Regions from separate parts of the Mus musculus genome. Here region 2 is linked to region 1. Evidence: chromatin contacts called from public promoter capture Hi-C data. All regions are on one chromosome and are shown on one strand. The core of a region is the stretch at or near the end of the contact, and the rest is flanking DNA. Distances in the headings are between cores, read along the strand shown.

Region 1 (5,159 bases), core at 1,694-4,193:
TGGTGCTTATGTCAGAGACCTGTAATCGTAACTACTCAGGAGATTGAGCAGTAGGCTTGCAAGTTCAAGGTCTGCTCAAGTAACTCTGAGACCCTGTAAGAGGGAAGGCAGGAGGGTGTAGCTCAATAGTAGAACATTTGCCAAATATGCAAGAGGCCCTAGGCTTATTCGAACATCCTTACTAATTTAAACTAAATGCTGTAAAACCAGGGTTCCAAGTTCAGTGCCAGCAGGCAAGATGGCCTTGCACAGTCTCAGCCAGTAGATGGCTATAGCTAGCTGTCTCGCTCCACTGTTGACAAGGAGCCCAGGCTCTCAGCTTTCCTACAGACACACCCTCGGGAAGTAGGAAAAGCCCTTGCCCTGCCTGGAGACATCAGCACCCCCTCCATACACAAGTCACGTTTTATATACAAGCTGAGGTGAAAAGCTATAATAATTCTGTTACAACTGATAACCGCAAAGCAGTTCTTGAGAGTGGATTTAGTTGAGGGGTCATTTGGTGGTTCAATCCCCAGGCTATGGAAGTACCTTTGCTCTGTAAATACCTGTTGCTTGGTTAGTTCTTCAATTGTTTTCAGTGCCTTATTATGTTCTTGAAGGAGCTTGTTGTGAGTTGCCTGCAGAGTGGCTAACCTGGACCTATTAAAATGTGATATTAAAAGTGGAATAATGAGGGAAATATCACAGAAGCCCATCCTCCTGTCTCCCTAACAGACTTTGAAAACTCAAGTAGAAAAATCTCTTGGTTTTTTTCCATCCCACCAACTTTTAACTCTCAGCTTGACAGGACCAGGAGTCACCTGAGGAAAGTCTCAGTGAGAGATCGCTTCCATCAGGTTGGCTCAGGGGCCTGTCTGTGAGGACTGTCTGCACTGCCTTTACCCATGTCGGATGACCTGCCACATGAAAGCAGTGACACCGGCCAGTCCCTAGCTTAGGGCTCTCGATTATCCCAGCACTCGGGTGTAAGAGGCAGGTGGATCTCTGTGAATTCTGGGACAGCCAGAGAAACACAGACCAATCCTGTCTCAAAAAACAAAACTAAGCAATAGAAGTAGGCAAGGCAAGCTGAGAACTAAGCATTCATTTCTCTCTGCTCTTGACATGATGTGAATGGGCTTCCAGCCCAGAGCGCCTTGGCCAACTCCCTCCCAGTGAGTGGCTGGACCGTGTAAGCTAAGATAACCCCTCTGTCCACGAAGTTGCTTTGTCAGGCTATTTTATCATGGAACAGAAATGAAACTACAGCCACCACTTGTCAGCATTTTTCTTACTCTCAAAGAAAATGGTATCTTCCATAAGACTGTCTTTCTCTCAAAAGATAGAATAAAAATAATTTTCCTATTTTTGCTACAACGCAAAACTTTAATCTGTCCAGGAGTCTCCTAGACATCTAGTTTCCAGATGGTAAAACAGATTTTATGCCATGACTCCCAGGTACACCCCCACCCCCACCCCACCCCATCTGTATTTGGCCAGCTGTCCTTCCCCTTCTGGGTGAGCTGCCGCCCCACCCCGCCCCGCCCCCGCCCCGCCCCCACCCCACGCACACAGGTGCACACACTCACTTCTCCTCCTCTGTCTTGGCCTGCTCCATCTTGATTTCGGAGCGCATGCTCTCCACCTGCAGCTCTAACTTCTTGTTACTGTAAACGAGCTCTTGCTTTTCATTCAGCTCTGATGGTGTTGCAGAGTTCTTCCTCTCCAGAGCCTGACACCTGAAAAAGATGAATATTCCCCGAGGAGAAACAACACTTTGTCACTCTCCCTGGCTTCTGCACAAATCCTCAAGAGGATATCAAGTACAGAGTGTGGTAGGGCCACAGGGCAAAACACTTTGTTCTTTTTGCTTCAGGTTTGCTTTCTTGTTTTGTTTCTTCCCGCCTTATGGTGGGTGGGATATTTTAAACATCTTATATTTTTAATATATTTTTACCCAACCTGAACTAAGGAGCAAATTACAGCAAAATCCCTGGGCACCCTTCAGAATCTAAAGTCTGCCTGTCACAAAGACTCTCATTTCTGATGAGGATCCAGTAAGAGGAAAGGAAAGCCCCGAGCATCTCCTATGAGAGCCGAAAGACAGATACACTATGGCTATGTGCAGGGTGTTAATGCCAAGTACAGCAAATCTCTCACATCACAATACTATATGTAGCTCTGTACAGGGGTTACAGAGGTTGGTGCTCTTCACAGCACAGTGCAAGTCCTCTTGTGTCCTTATGACCCGTGTGACAACAGCTTCAGGAATACACACCAACACTAAGTTCTCTTTTTCTGAACCGTCTATCAGGTCCCTGCTTGTTTTAATACAGTAACAAAACTGCTTTGCTACAGTAACGCACTTCATAAATCATGCGAGGAAATTAAATGAGTTATTACTTTTCTTGAAGTCTCTTCTTCATCAGCTCAGCCTCACTGAGTTTTGTGTGTGCCTCTTGAAGCTCCTTAAACAGAGAGGTCACTTGAATGCTCAGTGTTTCCACTTCGCTTCCAACCTGTCAGACAATGTCAGACATTCACGTGAGACAGAGCATTCGAGAGGAGGTGGACCTTGTGTGAGGAGAAAGTATGGACCACTAATATCCAGCTAACACGGAAACCCTGAGTAGACTTGATTTGCGCAAGACTTCCCCAAGTGACTTATGTGAAAAGCAGTCTGGGCAAGCTTGTGTTTCTGTGCACCACATCCACTATCAGTCTAGGCCTGTGTGATAATGGATTTACTGCTAAACCTGGACCTACTCAGGCTTCTGGGATCACAGGTCACCAGGTCAAAATATAACTTTATTCGTGTGGGGAAAGACTCCGAGACTATATTGCCTTGCCAATGTCTGCTTCTAGCTTACGTAATTATTTGTTATCCAGCTCTTCTCCCGGAAGCCCGCCAGTTGTCAATTTGCATATGAGTTTTATCCGAGCTTAGAAACATCAATACTTTCCCATTAACTGTTGGTCCATCAGTTAACGGTGTGCTGTTCTGGCAGCGTGCTCTCTTCATGTAAGCTCATCCTGTTCTCTCTCCACCTTCCCCACCCCCGTTTTGCTTTTGCACTCATGCTGATCTGGAATTTGCTGTCACATAAGCTGTCCTTAAATCTGAAATCCAACTGCCTCAGTCTACCAGACACCAGACTCATAGGGGTATGCACCACTGTACCAGTCTTCAGTGTTCTCCATTGTCTTAAGGTTGGGACTCAGAGCCAGAGAAGCCGCTGCACGTCTGTAATCCTAGCATAGCAAAGGCAGGGAACATCGTAGTTCCTCTCCTAGGCTACGTGTGAGTCTGAGCTCAGCCTAGGCTGGATAAGACACAATCTCAAAATTTAAAAAAATAAAGAGAAATGAAAGGGAAAGGAAGGACATAGCCAGTGTGTGTGTGAGTGAGTGTATGAGAGAGTGTGTGTGTGTGTATGTGTGTTGAATGTGTATGAGTGTGTGTGTGTGTATGAGTGTGTGTGTGAATGAGTGTGTGTGAGTGTGTATGTGAGTGTGTATATGAGTGTATGTGAGTGAGTGTGTTTGTGAGTGTGTGAGAGTGAGTGTGTGTGTGTACTGATGAATACATGAACAGAAGGATCATTCTATATGTCTCTCGTACAGACTACTGTGAACTCTTTAATTTCCTGGCTTCAGGAACTTTTCCTAAACTTAAAACTCTTCAGGCTCAAGGGCATAAGTTATTCAGGAACTTTTTTTTTTTTTTTTTAAACGCTAATTCCTTTGTTCCCTACCAGTGCTGGGACAGAGCCAAGATCTTTCCATTCTAAAGTCTCAGATTCATGTTCACAAAGGACATCTTATAAGTCAGTCAAAATGTCTTTTTCTGGTGGTGGACTTAAGGATTCAGGAGATGCCATCAGACAAGGAGAGATATGAGAGTGTACAGACTGGTTCACATCTTACTGACATGCACTTCAAATTCAGGATAAGGAAATGAAAACGAAAGAAGTAGAAAGTATTCTGAAACAAACAAGTTTCCATTTCTAAGGTAAATAGTGCAACGTAAGACTTGAACCCAGCAACCACGTCACCAACGGGGACATGCCAGGGACGTGCCAGTCCTTTGGCGGTGCTGTACCCACACTCTCTTGGCCTTTGTCCTCCTTCTCTCTGTCTGCTCTCCTCGCTGTCTGCTTCTCAGTAGAAGAATGGCCATTTGCTTTCTTTTCAAAATCTGAAATTCTGAAAACAACAAAACAAAACACCAACAACATCAGAATGTAGAGAAGTTTTACTTTCTGTTTAGACACACGAGGACAAGCAGCTGTAGAGGCACTCGAATGCACGTGTCAGAGCCTGGAGAAAGGCAGGGCTTCAATGTCTCTTTATATTTGCCTCTTTAGCAGTCATCTTGCTTTTATCCTATTGCTGACTAGAACTCCTGTGATGAATACATACAGATGAATACATAAGATGAATACATACAGAATACAGATGAAGCAAAGAGGTGGGAGACTTTTGGCTAGGCAGATCTCAGAAAATATTCTCTTCTCATATTCTTCCTCAGTAAGTCAGTAGAGATACAGTGTACTTTACTAAGGGGGAAAGAGTAAGAAAGGCACTGGGTTAAGGAAATGGGATCCAACAGTGGCGAGCTGAGGAATTCTATAGGATGCTGAATTGGAATGAGGAATTCTATAGGAATTCTATAGGATGCTGACTAAAAGCGGTCTTAGGAACGACTACAAAGTAGTGGAATCAAGATACCTTAAGAACAATCCGAGTCGTAATGAATTGACTGTAATGAAGAGACTGGCTCCCAGGGAAACCATGAAGCTATAACTAAACAACCCTTTCAAACCTCACAGTGAGTTTTCTGAGGGGTGAGAGACTTTATTTTTAACTGTGTGTGAATGCAGGAGTCAGGAGAGAGCTTAAGATCCCCTGGAACTGGAGTTGCAGGCAGTTGTGAGTCACTCCACATGGGGGCCTGGACTTAGGTGTTCTATAAGAGCAGTCTATGCTCTTGACTGCGGAGCACCTCTCCAACCTTCCACGTTGACACTTAGTTGCCATGGTGCTGTAGCAGCATGCCTTCACAGTTACCATCTCAGGAGTGGGTTCCTAATAAAGGCTGGGTTAAAAGCTCCATTGTTTTCTGTTGAAAGCCTCAGGACTATAGGCTGAAAACACTTCCATAGTTTACAACCTGT
Region 2 (5,159 bases), core at 684-3,183, 150 kb after region 1:
GATAACTCAAAGGCTGGGTGAAGAGTATCCTTCCCCACCGTCCTTGGCCTCTGCAGTTGCCTGTGGAGGCCACAAACTATGGGTGCCCTGAGAAACCTACGTGTCTGTAGCTCCATTCTCTCCCTTCTTGTCTGAATCCCAACCCTCGTTCCTATTCTGTCTGGAAATCCTGCCTATTCTTTTACCCAGCGATTAGCTTCTGCTGTCTTTATTTAGCCAATCAACAATTAGGGAAACTCTCCCTAGAGGCTTAATACTGACTTACGCCACACCAAGTGCCAATTTGCTGTTCTTAATCAGGAGGTGCATAGTGTTAATTATAAAATAGGTTTATCATCAGCTGGCTTAGGATAACACATGCTAAAGTAGTTATTGCACTGGCGTGCTTCATTAGAGTTGTGGAAACTGATCTTCAAGCCTCAAGAAATACAAGTAGCTTGTATCTCCAATAGCCCTGTCTACAGATGTCACGTGTGTGCTGTGTTGCTGCGTGCAGCATCTGTCAGAAAAGCACAGGCATTGCAGGCAGCACTTAAAATTGTGTTGATTGTGAAACCTTTATAATCAAGTAAAATGGAAATCTCATCATTTGCATGATAATATTCTAAGATAATAACTGTCCTGGTTAGTTTTACATCAACTTGATGCAAGTTAGAGCCATTTGGGAAGAGAGGACCTCAATTGAGAAAATGTCTCCACCAGATCAGCTTATGGGCAAGCCAGTGGTACATTTTCTTTGGTTGATGTACTGTTTGCAGTACTATGTCTGGGCTGGTGGTCTTGGGTATTAGAAAAAAAGCAAGCTGGAAACCGGCATTCCTCTGCACTGCATTAGTCCCTGCCTTGGCTTCCTTAGGAGACAGACTGCAAGCCGTAAGCTGAAGCACACACTTTCCTTCCCTAGTTGGTCGTGATGTTTTATTACAGAAATTGATACCCTAATTAAGAAAATAACTAAATCATTAAAGTTAACATTATTCTAGGAATGTTATGTAGTTTACAAGAGACATTAATAACATGCTCATATAATGACAACATTGAATAAACTTACTATTAACATTCCTATCAATTAATTGATAAACTTAATTAATTTTGAGACAAAGGCTGTTGTACCTCAGCATAGACTCTTAACTCTGTTTAGCAAAGAATAAATTTGAGCTCCTGATTCTCCTGTTGCAACCTCCCAAGTGGTAAGATTATAGGCATGTGCCACTTATAGAGAGAGACAGAGAGAGAGAGAGAGAGAGAGAGAGAGAGAGAGAGAACCATTTTTTAAATATTCTAGAAGATCATTGGGAAACTCTGAAAGCGAATAATGAGGTCAAAAGGTTTTAATTTAGAGTTTGATTTGGGAAAGTTGTCAAAGTGCTGAACGATTTAAGACATTTGATTAAAATAAGTCCAGAGGTCACTGTGAGGCAATACTTACTTAATCTGAGTGTTAAAGCTCAGAGGCACATACACTCAGCTATTTAGTTGCAGAGAGGGCCCAGTTTCCTTAAACAATAAAAGATGTAATAATTTTGATAAAACTATAGTCTGTTTCTTTAGTCAATTGCTTCAGTGAGAGAACCTGTTACTTCTTTGAAGTCTTAGAGGCAGAAGGCAAGGCAGAGGAGAAAACAGCTCACCTTGTATGTTTATCTATTACTTAGCATATTCCTTATAATAAATACAGAGAGTGGACTGGACTGCCCTCAGAGGCAAGTCACATGAGAATAAACACTAGGCAGTCATGCAGCTAGATCAGAGTTGAGCTCTGGGTTCAGAAACACCAGATGGTGCATCTAAGTTACTCCCTCCCCCCAATAAAAACCCAGCCTGACTCCTCTCCTTTGACTAGGAGACCATTGTAACCCCTAAGGCCATGTCTATAGACACCTCCTTTATCGCCTGGATTTCACTGGTACAACACTGAGCTTTTCCACAGTATGAGCTTTACTGACTGACATTCTTCCAGATCCTTCCATCGTAGTCCCTGGCAGCAGCCGTCCCCATGTTGCATTTCCCAGTGATGAAGTCATGTTCCCAGGAGAAGAGGGAAACTTGGCATACAGGGAAAGGAGACCCTGTCAACTCTCCTTTCCCCAGATGCCCTTTCTCTTTGAGGATGGGTGGGGGAGGGACAGGACTCCATAGTTGAAATAGTCTAATGCTGGCTGCTTGTCAGCAGGTCCAGGAGAAAGGAGAGGTGTCCCACTCCTGCCAGTACTGCTGGGGTCTCTCCGGGGCTGAGTGGGATGGCGAATGTCGTCGACCCAAAAGAAACACACCTGGGCAGGGAGTCTGTCAAAGTAGGAACTCAACTCTATGACATCAACCTCTTGTTTATATAAGTTCGGAACATAGGGAGGAGGATTTTTGATGGGGTAACACGACATAGGAGATGGGGAAGGGTGATGGAGGGTATGGAGTGACTGACAGGGCCAATGGCAAAGCTCTACATCAGCAATGGTGGGGCAGAGGCAGGCCAAACAGATCTTGCTGAGACATCCTAATATGGAAGTGACTGAGACAGGTCTCTGAGCCGGGCTTAGGCTCTCCCACAAGGCCACAGAAACTCAAGCCAGGCTCAGGTTTGTCCTCAAAGCCCAAACCAGGGCCAAAATGGGGCCCACCAGTCTGATGAACTTAGAGTCAGTTTCTTTTCTAAGAAGAATATTCACTGTCAGATTTCTGTGCTTTGTTGGAAAAATAAGCCTGTCTCAGACATTCAGATTTATTGTTAACACAGGACTCAGGTTAGAAATGGTAAAGGTCCTGGATCCGTCCATCTGTCCACCTGTCCATCCGTCCACCTGTCCAGCTGTCCATCTGTGCCTCCTTTAAAGTCCTTCAATCCCTTTGATGAATAAATACTTACCAATTTTATGTCTAGGAAAATTTTAGAACTAGTCAAAAAAACTATTATTTGTAATACATTATGGTTATGAAAATGATTTAAAAAAAACCAGGCTCTTGCTATGTAGCTAAGTCAAGTCTCCTTTGAACTCAGTGCAGGTGTTCTGCGTTCTAACTTATTCATGCAGGTCAAACTGGCATTGAGGCCAAGTCAACCCACCTCTACCAACTATTACATACCAAAAGCACCTTTTACAGAACATGGCCCTTCCTTTCTCATGCTGCTTCAAATTGGACTGAAGTTAGGTAAATTCTTGCTTCTGTATTCTAACTCAAGAGAGGGGCGGCTTCTCCATCGAATGAAGAGGACAGGATGCAGGTACATCTAAGGAGAACGGAGCAAAGTTGAAGTTTCTACCTGGGAGCCTCTTTATTTTTGCATACAATAAGAATCAAAGAACTCTTTGCAAGACTGTAGAAAATGGTAGTAGGAAAGGGGATGCGTTAAAGGACAGACACAACTGTGGTAAGTAATGTGACAGAGAATTGACCAAGATAAGCAAAGGGACGGCTTGGGAGAGGGAGCATCAGAAATGATGAATGTGTAGTGGCAGCAGTGAACACCAGAGTAGTGGGATGGAAGCTCGATGTCTAGTTATGTGTAGACTAGCCTATAGGTGGAACAGGGAGGCAATAGATAGAGAAATTGTAAATGCATCATTGATTCATTCTCCAAATAAACACAATAAGAGACATTTTGGCTGGACACAGAATCTGTCAGGAGACTAGAACCCTCAGGTTAACACATTAGTGAAAGTGATGGATAGGTAGGTGATCTGGAAAGATGGAGTATTTTATTCCTTTATGTTTAAACACTATGTCGGATGCTTTACAAGTATCAGTTCAGCTCTCTCTCGCAATGATGTCGAGATCAGACTCACAATGCAGGGATCTAGAACAACCAAGTGAACCTGTCCACAATTCCCCAGCTAGTCCATGACAGAGCTTGGACTTTTGTATCTATGTGTTCTGGCATCAACCCCCAAGTTCTTCTTTCTACATCACACTGCCTTTAGAAGGGCATGGGAAGAATGTATGAAGTGATTAATTGCCTGCAAGAATTAACACATAAACAACACTGGTGCCACTGAAAGTGACTGGAGACGAGATTTCTCGCTACAACATCCATATGGTTGTTGTGTCAGTGTCAGCAAGATGAAAAGGTGTGAGAGAAAGATGTGGGGCTGGGATGATAAGAACGTTCACAAGTGTGGGCTGCTGATCAGAAGAACAGCACAGGACAAAATGAAGAGGTGTAGCTGGTCATGCAAGCAGATGGACTGAGTCCCAAAGCTCAGGCTTATGTGGGTGGAGGAGTTAAGTAAAAAACGCTATGGTTGGAGAAGGAAAATGTTGACTCTTCCTCTCAGCCCTGAGTCCTGATGGGTTGGAAAGAGCCAGGCACATCTTAAGGAGGTAGATGGAAGGCACATGCTCCAGGCAAGTTGAAGACTCGTAGAGACTCACTTTGTATACTGCAAAGTCCCAGGAATTTGGGGAGACTGTGGTGTTTTGAATAGTTTTGGCCCCCCATAGACCATGTGTTTGAATGCTTGGCCCATAAGGAGTAGCACTATTAGGAGGTGTGGCCTTGTTGGAGGAAGTGTATCACTGTGTAGGTGGGCTTTGAGGTCTCTTAGTGCTAAAGTTCCACCCAGTGCAGAAGACGCCCTCCTCCTGATTTACTGCAGAAGACGTGTAAACATCACTGCCTTTGGATCAAGATGCAGAACGCTCAGCTCCTCCAGCACCATGCCTGCCTGGATGCTCCCATGCTTCCTGCCATGATGATAATGGACTAAAACCCTGAAACTATAAGCCATTCCCAATTAAATGGTTGCCATTTAAGAGTTGTCTTGGTCATGGTGTCTCTTCATAGCAATAAAATCCTAAGACACCAAGTGAAAGCATAATAATGTAAGAGAGCATTTGAATGGGAGTGTCAAGCATATTCAAACCACCACAGCGAGGGAAGAAAAAGGATGGCTAACTTGTGGGAAGGAGAGAATGTGTGGGCAATGATCAAGGATGATGGACTCTTGATGCCACAGCCTACCTGAAACCCTGCAGGCAAATTTGCAAGGCTATCAGAAAAGTACCCAATCCAAGAGGACAAAGGTGGTTGGTTTTTTATTTGATTATGGATAATAAACATGTCCTCTCATAGCATGGCAGACATCTACCAGATGGGTAACACAGTCTATTACCATCATACTGGCTTTTTAACATTTTCTCTACCCTGGAGCTCTTTCAGAGTA

Evidence for each region. Capture Hi-C pulls out chosen DNA fragments and counts their contacts.
Region 2: a contact with region 1 is called in a promoter capture Hi-C map of adipose tissue. The contact joins two enhancer-like sites. A contact is called at or near these places in 2 of 39 promoter capture datasets (cranial neural crest and embryonic stem cells) and 2 of 9 other capture datasets (adipose tissue and pancreatic islet).

What each region holds. Positions count from the first base shown.
Region 1 is chr2:5,032,583-5,037,741 of GRCm38.p6, forward strand. It overlaps Optn (optineurin), which reads right to left. Exons shown (of 14, transcript NM_001356487.1): 7 at 4,089-4,188; 8 at 2,386-2,501; 9 at 1,572-1,721; 10 at 549-642. Among named protein-coding and RNA genes, the nearest start is that of Mcm10, 22 kb to the left of the region's middle. Within about 2 kb of position 2,944, at least 21 of the 459 cell types and tissues checked have an H3K27ac peak or open chromatin away from gene starts, as enhancers often do. A contact at or near this core is called in adipose tissue, where this site is marked.
Region 2 is chr2:5,180,243-5,185,401 of GRCm38.p6, forward strand. All of the region lies in intron 2 of Ccdc3 (coiled-coil domain containing 3), which reads left to right. Among named protein-coding and RNA genes, the nearest start is that of Gm46729, 33 kb to the right of the region's middle. Within about 2 kb of position 1,934, at least 13 of the 459 cell types and tissues checked have an H3K27ac peak or open chromatin away from gene starts, as enhancers often do. A contact at or near this core is called in adipose tissue, where this site is marked.